Linked DNA regions of Oryctolagus cuniculus: region 2 is linked to region 1. A link is a contact called in public Hi-C data. All regions are on one chromosome and are shown on one strand. The core of a region is the stretch at or near the end of the contact, and the rest is flanking DNA. Distances in the headings are between cores, read along the strand shown.

The links. Hi-C and Micro-C count contacts between places; a contact is called where the count stands out from the background.
Region 2: a Hi-C map of embryonic fibroblasts shows a contact between it and region 1, with 5 times the contacts expected there. The contact joins two enhancer-like sites. A contact is called at or near these places in 5 of 6 Hi-C or Micro-C datasets (ear pinna, embryonic fibroblasts, liver and 2 more).

The regions. Positions count from the first base shown.
Region 1 is chr2:79,437,770-79,443,625 of mOryCun1.1, forward strand. It overlaps DUSP4 (dual specificity phosphatase 4), which reads right to left. Exons shown (of 4, transcript XM_002720829.5): 2 at 112-257. Among named protein-coding and RNA genes, the nearest start is that of DUSP4, 5.6 kb to the right of the region's middle. Within about 2 kb of position 1,687, at least 1 of the 8 cell types and tissues checked has an H3K27ac peak or open chromatin away from gene starts, as enhancers often do.
Region 2 is chr2:79,778,392-79,784,094 of mOryCun1.1, forward strand. No RefSeq gene overlaps it. Among named protein-coding and RNA genes, the nearest start is that of DUSP4, 330 kb to the left of the region's middle. Within about 2 kb of position 1,795, at least 1 of the 8 cell types and tissues checked has an H3K27ac peak or open chromatin away from gene starts, as enhancers often do.

The DNA of each region.
Region 1 (5,856 bases), core at 437-2,936:
ACGCCTTAAAAAAAAAAAAAAAAAAAACACACAGAGCTCTGCCAAGAGGCCGCTCCTGGGTCCCCACCCCGCCCTCACCCCTCACTCCTGAGCTCAGCACCCCAAGTCTACCTGGTCATGCAGGGGGGTCCCGCAGGAGCTACAGCCCAGCTCCAACGATTCCGTGGCACTCGGGGGCACCGGGGCTGGGATGGCTGCCAGGGCCTTGGTCTTGGAACAAAATTCTGGGTACTCGGAGGAAAACCTCTCATAGCCACCTGTAAAGCAGAAAGAGGTTCAGGTTAAGGGAGTCGGCTTCAGCGAAGGCTGGCTGGCTGGCTGGCTGGCGCCGCATCTGCCACTGGGTGGCGCTGTGGGCCCGGCGATGACGGCCCAGGCGCGTTTCCCCGGGGGACGCCTTGGGATTGGGATACAGAGGCAGACACACAGGCCGGCGGCAGGGGCGCCTCTGCGGAGCAGAGGGGATACTGAAGCTCGGGTAGGGCACAGCACGGTCTGTGGGCTGCCATGCGCACCGGGGCGGCCTGCACGGGCGCCGGTCACACACACACACACACACACACGCAGGCCCCCTGGCACCGGCCCTTTGGGATGCCCAGGGCAGAGCAGGCACCAGGTGCACAACCTCACCCACAGCAGCGACGTCCACACGGCCCCTGCAGACACCCGGGGCTGGGGCACGGGAGGACCCCGACCGGGCCCTCCGAGGCCCTGCCCACGTGCGGCCCCGCTTTCAGGTTTCTTTCGTTAGCCCCACAAACGAGCTTTAAAATTGTTTCTACTCATTTATATTTACTTGAAAGGCAGACACAGATGGTTGGAGAGAAATCTTCCATCTGCTGGTTCACTCCCCAAATGGCTGGCAATGGATGGGGCTGGGCCAGGCTGAAGCCGGGATCTAGAACTCCACCCGGGTCTCCCACATGGGTGGCAGAGGCCCAAGCACTGGACCTGCTGCCTCCCACGGGTGCATGAGCAGGAGGCTGAGTGGGGACTTGAACCCAGGCACTCTGGAATGTGGAAGTCCCAGGAGCTGTCTTAACTGCTGTGCTGGGTGCCCGCCGGGCCCAGCAGGGGATGGTTTTAATGCAGTAGAGCTTTTGCCGCAACTACTCTAATGAACCCATTCAAATGATGACAGTGCCAAGCTGGGGGCTGGCGCCGTGATGCAGGAACTAAGACACCACCCGTGATCCCGCCAGAGCACCAGTGCCAGTCCCGGCTCCAACCCAGCTCCCTGCTAACGCACCTGGGAAGGCAGCGGAAGATGGCCTTGATAATTGGGCCCCTGCACCCAACGTGGGAGACCCGGATGGAGTTCCAGGCTCCTGGCTTTGCCCAGGCCCAGCCTCAGCCATTGCAGCCATTTGAGGGAGTGAACCAGAAGACAGAAGCTCTCTCTCTCATCCTCTCTATCACTCTTCTTTTCAAATAACTAAATAAGCCTTTAAATAATAAATAAAGTGAAAATGCCAATTGGCTAAAGGTCCCCGCGTCGCCAGCACAGTCCTGTCTGTAGTCCAGGCCGCCATTCCCCGGGGCAGCCCACGTAGTTAGGCAAGCCCTTGCCCTGATTCCCCACCCTAAAAACAGCTCCCTCCCCGCCACCCCCCCCCCCTTCCCCAGAGAGCCACATCACAAGGCTTCCAGAAACAGGGCATCCAGCCTTCCTCCCTGTCCCCCGCGGCTCGCTCCCTCCCTCCGGATGTAACCAGACATCTCTCTGGGCACAGGCCTGCTTCCTGCTGACTCACAGCGCCCAGCCGCCCCAGGTGCCCCATGCCAGCTCCAGCCATGCTGCTGGCCTGAGCAGCCACCTCACCCCGGGGAGCACCCCTCCCTCCCATGAGGACCCCCATCGGCCCCCTTCCTTACAAAGCTGCTGACTTTGCTGCCCATAGTGGAGTGAATGGAGTATGGGGGAGGGGCGGGGGGAGGAGGCAGCAAGCGTCTGTAACTAAAGACCTGGCGTCAGGAGCATTGGTCAACACTCCCCTTCAGACAAAGGGGACCGGGAGACAGGTGCAAGTGACAAACCACCCATGGCAGGTGGATACCTGCACGCAGGCAGTCACGTGGGCTTCTGTGGGCTCCCAGGGGTTTGAACACCAGTACCCCGGCTTCTATTTATCATGTGAGCTATCAAAGTATATGTTTTTCAATAAACATCTAAGACAAGAGTGGAGCTCCCAAACAGGCAAACTGTCCCCCACCTGCAAGTAAAACCTGCCATGGCAAGCATCAGCCACCTCCAGGGCCCAGTCAATGAGCAGCAGACCCCGGAGGGAGGGGCCTGGAGCCTGCTGCTGATGGCTGACTGGGTGGGAGGCAGGACAGGTGACCTCCCGGGGTGGAGGAGAGGCCTCCTCCACGCTGATCCCAACAGAACGGACAACTAGCAAGGGTCTAGAAAAGACCCCCTTAGAAAGCAGCAGAAACAAGGTGAGCTTCCCTCCTGGCCATGGCTAAAGGAACCACAGGAAGGAAGAACCTAGAGGAGGGAGCAGGGGCCAAGGGCAGCCATCCGAGGGTTTGAGCTTCCTGGGCTGCTGCTGGCTTAAGGGTGGGGCTGTGGCTGGGTGGTCCAAGGAGCAACACCCCAGGGAGCTCCTCCCAGTGGGCCTGCAAGTCCAAGTCCACAGCCAAGTCCAAGGCAGGCACCGCCAAGTCCAAGGCACCCAGTGTGTCCTCAAGGCCAGCCCCTCGCCAGTGGTCTCTGGTCTCAGTCTGTGCTAGCAAAGGGTGTGGCCACTGTGAGAGGGACTGTGTCCCCTGTGCCAGGCTTCCACCCATGAGCCCAGCCGCGTCCTGTGGAAACGTGGGACTGAGCCGCAACAAACAGCGGACGCCACGCGTGCCCTGGAGCACAGGTTCTGCCAGGCGTGCCTGTATCCCTCTACTGGGTTGCCCTGTGAATGAAGGTGGGAGGTGGGACAAAAGATTCTAAGACTTCTCCTGTCTCTCTCCTACCCAGTGTGCTGCGGCCAGACCCAGGCCAGGCTTATCCACAACTCAGGAGAAGGAGAGCTTGTTGCCATCACATATAAGCAGGCTGAGCTCACACCGTACAAGGACAAACAGAGGCAGATCCGGGACTTGGGCAAGCACAGTCTCTCTCAAACCCCAGTTTCCCAGCCCCTCAACACTAAGGACATCACAAGGCAATGATCTTGAAGTTCCTGTGTCCTGTGGGTCTAAATGTCCAAAGACTCCTTCTCTACCGGTCAAGTTGGCCAGCAGGTGTCGAAAACGGGCATTCAGGCCGGCGCCACTAGGCTAATCCTCCGCCTGCGGCGCCGGCACCCCGGGTTCTGTCCCGGTTGCTCCTCTTCCAGTCCAGCTCTCTCTGTGGCCCGGGAGTGCAGTGGAGGATGGCCCAAGTGCTTGGGCCCTGCACCCGCATGGGAGACCAGGAGGAAGCACCTGGCTCCTGGCGGCCCTTTGGAGGGGGTGAACCAACAGAAAGAAGACCTTTCTCTCTGTCTCTCTCTCTCACTGTCTAACTCTGCCTGTGCAAAAAAAAAAAAAAAAAAAAAAACCAAAAAAAAAAACAAAAAACGGGCATTCGTGTCTTCTGAATAAAATATCCCAACACACATGCCAATGAATGTTCATCTGTTTGTTTCTATGCCCTATTGAATGCAATTCCAGAAAAAACCACTTGGACTAATTCTGACCAGTCTTTCCCAAGTCCTTATTTACAAATGTACTCCTTATTTTGAAACCTCTCATTTTCTCAGATGAATTTTAAAACTCGAAAGTCTAGGAGAAAAAAAAATAATAGGAGTACGATTTTCACCCAACTGCTCACTCCTGTACTCACACAGCAAGCCAGTTCCCACAGGTGAGTGAGAACCGTGTCTCCCTGGCCATAGATTGTGCACTGCTGGTGGCCTCTGTCCCTGCAGGAGCAGAGATAACCGATGGGCACACAGCTCTTCATGGGATGGCCAGACTTTTCCCATGACCCTCTCTGTGCTCACAGTATCACCTGTTCTCACAGCTTCATGGCCCTGCTCCTCTGGCTCAGCAAATAAGCCTGGGGTTATTTGAAGGTCACTGCTGATTAGAACTTGCCTTTTGCGGGTACTGACCTGGTTAGCAGCCGCGGGAATGCTGGGCAACACTTAAAATTCACCTGGGGGACCCCCAGAGCCTGCAGCCGCCCCCAGCCTCGCCCCAGGTCCCGCATGCTCTCTGCAGCATTCGGCTCGCTGGCTTCCGTTAGAGAATGAACTTTGCTTCCTGTCACGCTTCCTCTTTGTTAGCCGGGAGCGGCGCCCGCTAAGGAAGCTGGCTCTCTGGTTTCAGACGTGCAGAGTTCTAGAAGACAGCCCTGGGCTCCTTCAGCCGGCCACCTTAGGTGTCTGCCCCAGGAAGCCCAGAGTTCTCCTAGGGAAGTGGCCACTCTCGGGTCACACTTCAGCCCCGGCTGGGGCTACTTCTCTTAGTTGCAAACCCAATTCAAAGGATGCCTTTGCTTTTTCCCTGATAATCTCCTCTTTCAGGCCCACCATGTTTTTTAAAAGATGTGTTTATTTATTTGAAAGGCAGAGTTAAGGGGAGGGGATTAATTTTCCATCTGCTGGATCACTCCCCGAATGATGGCAGAGGTCAGAGCTGGGCCAGGCTGAAGCCAGGAGCCAAGAGCTTCTTCCAGGTCTCCCCCAAGGGTACAGGGGCCCAAGGACTTAAGCCACCTTTCGAAGCTTTTCCAGGTGCATTAGCAGGGAGCTGGATCGGAAGTGGAACAGCCTGGACTTGAACTGGCGCCCATATGGGATGCTGGCATCACAGGCAGTGGCCGCAGCTCCACCCTTTTACAATACTAACTCTCCAGGCCTCCGCTGTCCAGAGCACACACGGTGTTGTATTTGTACAGGAAAAACATCCTTTCCCCTGGGCACACAGAAAGTGAGTAAGCTCATCCTCCCCCCAGGGGAAGCAGAGATAAAGACACAGCCACATGGAGATGACAGTCCCCAGCCTGGCCTGCCAATCCCTGCCTGTCATTCATGGTGGGCTCCGGAAAGAGATAGGTATCCTAGTGTACCACAAGGGGCACAGGAAATTCAACCTGGAGGGAAACAGGTGAATCTTAGGAAGGAAGATAAAGTTGTTATACTCGCAATCTCCTTGCATAACAACAACAACAATAATAATAGTTATTTGGGAATATTGGAGGTAAGAAATAACTTCTGGCTAAGCTTAGGGTAAGAAGATACTCCTGTCTTTCTCTCAACCAGGAATTAAAATTCTATGTCAGATTTAAGAAGGAGAGAGAGAAAAGGGATTCTAAAGATGTGTACTGGGATTTTATATAAAAAATACCGAAATCCCTCAATTGTCCCTAAAAATTCCTTACAGGATTTCAATTAAAATGTTTTAAGAAATTACTCCAATGGGACTCTTTTACCGGCAACAATGCAGAAAACACTGTAGAATTGTAGTTACTGCTCTTAACAAAACTGGGGTAATAATAGGATCTGTAAGGGCCCCACGGAACTCTGGTAAGCCTTTACTCTTGTCTTCCCGAATTCTCCTGTGGAATCAGTTACCACCTGCAGTGGTGGAAACAGGAAAACTGGATTTTTGCACGCAATTAATTAGTAGAACGAGATGAGTCTTCGCTGGGAAGAATGGTATCACTTCTGAAGATATCCCGTCGCTTTCACTGTCACCCTGTTTGGCCACGCAGGGCAGTCATCGGCCATCCGGCCCCGCCTGCTGGCTGTGCTGCCCACGGCCACTCGCCTCCCATGCGCGCGAATAAGACATAATAAAGGCCCCACTTCCGAACAGGAAAGTCAAATGAGCAACTCCGGTGGGAACCACATTACCCAGACCGCTATCAAG
Region 2 (5,703 bases), core at 545-3,044, 340 kb after region 1:
ATAGTTACCAAAGCTTTTACATGTCTCCGAATATGGTTTACATTGGTAAAATTTCCAGTGTATTTGAACATACGGTGTTCTACCATTGGGTGGAGTATTTCATAAAAATCAATTAGGCTAAGGAAAGGTGTTTGGTCCAGGAGTTAAAATGCAGTTAACACGCTGGAAACCCAAGCTAGAGTGCTTGGGCTTGAGTTCCAGCTCTTCTCCTGGTTCCAGCTTCCCACTGGTGTGGACCCTGAGAGGCACCAGGCGATGCCTCAAGTTGCTGGATTTCTGCCACCCTTGGGGGAGACCTGGGCTTCAGCCTGGCCCAGCTCTGGCCTCTATGGGCATCTGGGGAGTGAATCAGCAGACAGGAGCTGGATTTCCTGCTGGCTGGCTGTCTGTCTTTCTCTCCACCCTCCCACCCTTCTCTTTCAACTATATATATAATATATACATTTTAAAGTTATATATTTGTATACACACGTATGCATTTCAAGTCAGTTAAGTTGGTTACACCACTGTTCAAGTTTTTTCTATTATTACCAGTTTTCTGTCCTTTTGCTTATCAATTTTGAGACTCTAACTGTGAATCTGTGTATTCTTCACAGTTGTATCAGATTTTGCTTCGTGTGTATGGAAGCTATGTGATTAAGCACGTAAACATTTAGGAATGCTATTCCCTCTTAGTTCACCCTTTAATTAATTTTTTTGAGTAACTATAACATGACCGTCTTTATCCCTGGATAATATTCTTTGCTTTGAAATATATGAATATTTCATTTGATACTAATATAACTACTCGGTTTTCTTTTGATTAGTGTTAACATGGGATTATTTTCACCCTAAGTAAGTCTTTATACTTAAAATGGTCTTCTCAGTCCCCCTCCACCCAGCCATCAGCAGCTGCTGCCTTGCCTCAGAGGCTAATTCTCTCAGCTCTGCCTTCCCTTCAACTGGGGACCCGCAGGAGTCTAATCCATGGTGGCAACCCACACATTACCATTAACTGCTCAGAGAGCAGCTGGATTTTCCCTTCTACTGATGGTGGGTCTTCCCACCCCCGGTCGGCATAAATACCTTTGCTCCAACGAAGCGTTTGCTACTTTCTGCATCTCAGTTCACGTAGGTTTCCTTGGCTCCTCAGTCCTCCAATGCATGCGATAGGACTATGATTTTCTAGCTGATCTAACTTGTTTCATTGCTGGCAGATGCAATGAGCTCTCATAACTTTCTACATCCTAACCGAAGGCCAAGGTGGACTTGTTATCACAGAGGAAACCAAGTTCTCTTATTTACCCTCTGCTTGCAACATGCATATCTTCTTCTGTCCTGCCCTTCCCTACTGCTACACTGAAGTTTTGACTGAATTAATATTGCTGTTCCCAACATTTTAACTACCTAACTACTGTTCACTACTGAGCTGTCATCACTTCGTTTTACACTTTGGTGTTTCTCCTGGACTTAATGATTCGTAATAGGAACGCAGAAATTGAGCACATCAAAAGCAAGACCTCCAGATTCTCAAAGGGTCTTAGAAATTCTTTATCAGAACTGCAAAAACCTGCAGATCTTGTTGTTTTCTCCACGTACAAACACATCAAAAATTCTCCCGGTTCCAGCTCTCCGGGGGTTGGGGGGTGGTGGGGCTCTGTCCTGCTCTGTTCCGGAACAGCGCTGGACCCAAACCTAGCTGAGGCTCTGGACTTCGGCTGCCGTCAGACTCCTCTGTCTGCCTAGATTCTCGTTCTCCTTTTCTCTCGGTTCTTTCGTTTGGGTGCAGCACAGCCACGGTGGCTTCCTCAGAAATGCCGTGTGGGAGGTGACATGCGTCAGTCCTCGCATATTTGAGAATGCCGCTGCGTGACTCCTTGGCTGACTGCAGGCTTTTAATTTAGAAATCACTTCCCCTCGGAATTCTGAAGGAATGTCGCGCTGCTTTCTGGAATTGTTACAAGTGTTGCTGTGGAAAAGCCCCATGCCATGCCAAGGAGCCTTCTTCTTCTTTCCCTTGTGAAGTTTGCCCCGTCCCTCGAATCTGCCGGTTTCTGCGGCTTCGTGATGAAGCGTGCAGCTGAGCCTTCTTCCCGGGCAGGTCTCATCCAGACTCCCCAGCCCTTAAGTTCCAGGGAAGTTTTCTTTCATGCTTCCTACATTTCCTGTTTGGATTTTTTTCCCCCTTTTTGCTTTTCTATAACATAAATTTTTGGTTGTTGGGCCAACTTGTCTATTTTTGATTCCTTTTTCTATTTTGAAAAAAAATTTTAAAAAGATTTATTTATTTATTTGAAAGGCAGAGTTACAGTGAGAGAGACAGAGAGATCTTCCACCTGGTTCACTCCCTAGATGGCTCCAATAGCCAGGGCTGAGCCAGGCGGAAGCCACAAGCCTGAAACTCCATCCTGGTCTCCCATGTGGGTGTCAGGGACCCAGGCACTAGGGCCATCTTCCACTGCTTTCCCAGGTGTATTAGCAGTGAGCTGGATGGGAAGTGGAGCAGCTGGAACTTGAACTGGCACCCACTTGGGATGCCAGCATTGCAGGTGATGGCTAATCCACTGATCCACAGTGTTGACCCCAATGCCCCTCTTAAATCTCTTAGTATTTCTGATGCACTTCCTGGGAAATTTCATGTACTTTATCTTCCAAACCCTCCTTTTCTCTATCTCTTTTTAACTTTGCTATGCTACTTCTAATTAAAAAAAAAAAAAAGAGAAATGATAGCTTCGATTGTATTTTTAAATTTTATGATGTGGTATGTTCTTTCATTTCTCTGAAGATATTTTAAAATTTCTTACTCTTTTCTACTCTTTCTGTTGTTGTTCTATTAAAAAGTCTCTATTCTATTTTTCCGGTTAATTTTTTTTTTAGATTTTTATTTATTTATTTGACAGGTAGAGTTACAGTGAGAGAGAGAGACAGAGAGAAAGGTCTTCCTTTCATTGGTTCACTCCCCAAATGGCTGCAACGGCCGGAACTGCGCCGATCCGAAGCCAGGAGCCAGGTGCTTCTTCCTGGTCTCCCATGCGGGTGCAGGTGCCCAAGCACGTGGGCCATCCTCCACTGCCCTCCTGGGCCACAGCAGAGAGCTGGACTGGAAGAGGAGCAACCGGGACTAGAACCCGGCACCCATATGGGATGCTGGCACTGTAGGTGGAGGATTAACCTAGTGAGCCACGGCTCTGGGCCCCTCCGGTTAAATATTTAATGTCTTTCCTTCAGGTGAGAAATTTCCTCAAATACCTAGCATATTCCCAGCTTTTCACTTGTAATCAGAATAAGGCGTAAACACACAGTGCGGGTGACAGAGCAAACCCGTGCACTTGAGAAGTCCAAAATGCTGACAGCAATCAAAGACCTAAATACATGGACAAACATAGCAGGTACTGGAAGATCAATACAATCCATGTGTAAAATCTCCTCCAAATCAATACATAGGTTTGATCCAATTCCTATCAAAATTCCAGCAAGGTTGTTTTTTTTTTTTTTGTTTTGTTTTTGTTTTTTTACAGCTGTTGACAAGATTATTATAAAATTTATGTGGAGAGGCAAATGAAGGAGAATAACTGAAACAGTTTTGAATATGAAGAACAAGGCCTGGCACTGTGGCGCAGTGGGTTAATGCCCTGACCTGAAGCGCCAGCATCCTATATGGGTACTTGTTCGAGACTCAGCTGCTCCGCTTCCTGTCCAGCTTTCTGCTGTGGCCTGGGATAACAGAAGAAGATGGCCCAAGGGCCATCCCATGTGGGAGACCCGGAGGAAGCTCCTGGCTCCTGGCTTCGGATCAGTGCGGCTCTGGCCGTTGCGGCCAATTGGGGAGTGAACTATTGGATGGAAGACCTCTCTCTCTCTGCCTCTCCTCTCTCTGTGTAACTCTGACTTTCAAATAAATAAATCTTAAAAAAAAAATGAAGAACAAAACGAGAAGGAACAGTCAACCTGACTCACAATGAATTATGTGACTGTAATAATCAAGAGAGTTGAATGTGGGCGGAAGAAGAGACTGATAGATCAACACAATAGAAAAGAGGAGAAAGAGCCTAATATGCCCAACTGCTTTTTGACAGAGCGATAAAAGTGATTCAGTAAAGGAAATTATCCTTGCTAGCAAATTATGCTGGAGCAATTAGACATCTGCAGGCCAAAGTTAAAAAAAAAAAAAAAGGGAAGACGTTGAACCCAATTGTCACACTTAATTTAAAATATTAACTCAAAATGGATTACAAACTTAAGTGTAAAATGTAAAATTATGACACTTTTACAAGAAAATATATGCAGAAAATATTCAAGACCTAAGTCTAGGCAAAAAGTTCATAGGCTTGGGACCAGCGTTGTGGCACAGTGGATTAAGCCACCACTTGCAATGGGCATCTCCTATTGGGAGAGTCCTGGCTACTCTGTCTCCCATCCAGCAGTCCTGCTAAGGATGGTTCAAGTACTTGAGCCCCTGCCACCTACATGGGAGACCAGGATGGAGTTCCTGGTTCCTAGTTTTGGTCTGGTCCAGATCTGGCTGATGTGGCCATTTAGGGAGTGAACCAACAGATGGGAGAATCAATCAATCAATCAATCAATCTCTCCCTCCCTTTCCTTTTCCCACTGTCTTCTGCCTTTCAAATAAATAAATAAAAATATATTTTAAAAATTCAGGACTAGCCACCAAAAGTCCTATATCCATAAAAGGAAAGAGTTGATAAGTTGGACTTTGTCACAGTCATTTGCCATGTGAAAGGCCTTTTGAAGAGAATATAAAAACAAGCTATGAACAGAAAGAAAACGCTTACAAATCGCATGCCTCATAAAGAAGTAGCGTCTAGAATACAAGGACGTCTCCAGACTCCACCTTCAAAATGAAACAATCCAATTGTTAAAAGGGCAAACGACATAAAGATACATTTGAGTGAGGGTGCAGGGCTGGCAAATTAACAGATGAGCAGATTTCAGTATCATCCGGGGTGAGGGCGGGACAGATTAAACCGCAGTGGGACATCTCTGCCCAGTACAGAACGGCTGAAATCAAAGTCAATGGCAGCATCAAATGCTGCTGAGGACCGTTCGTCCATTCCAGCGGAAACGTAGACAGCACCACGGTCATGCCGGAAAACAGCTCAGCGGTTGCCTTTAAATCAACATTTGTGAATACCCTATGACCCAGTGATTGTCCTCCTAGGCATTCATCCTGAAGAAATGAGGACTCACGTTCCGAAAAAATCCTGTACGCCAGTGTTTACGCCATCTTTGCAACAGCTGGAAACTGCTAACTGCCCAGATATCCTCCGGCAGCTGAGGTTCAACAAACTGTGCTGTCTGAGCAAACTGCTGGTACACGCAAATAACTGTGTAGTGGGGAAAAGAGAGACAGGGTGGGCATTTGATGTAGCAGTTGAGGTGTTGTTTGGGATAACTGCACCCCACATCAAATCGCCAAGGTTTGAGTCCTGGGTCCACTCTTCCACTCTTTTTTTTTTTTTTTTTGACAGGTAGAGTTACAGCAGACAGTGAGAAAGAGAGACAGAAAGGTCTTGGCCGGCATGCTGTGCTGATCCGAAGCCAGGAGCCAGGTGCTTCTCCTGGTCTCCCATGGGGTGCAGGGCCCAAGCACTTGGGCCATCCTCCACTGCCCTCCTGGGCCACAGCAGAGAGCTGGCCTGGAAGAGGAGCAACCGGGACTAGAACCCAGGACCCATATGGGATGCCGGCGCCGCAGCTGGAGGA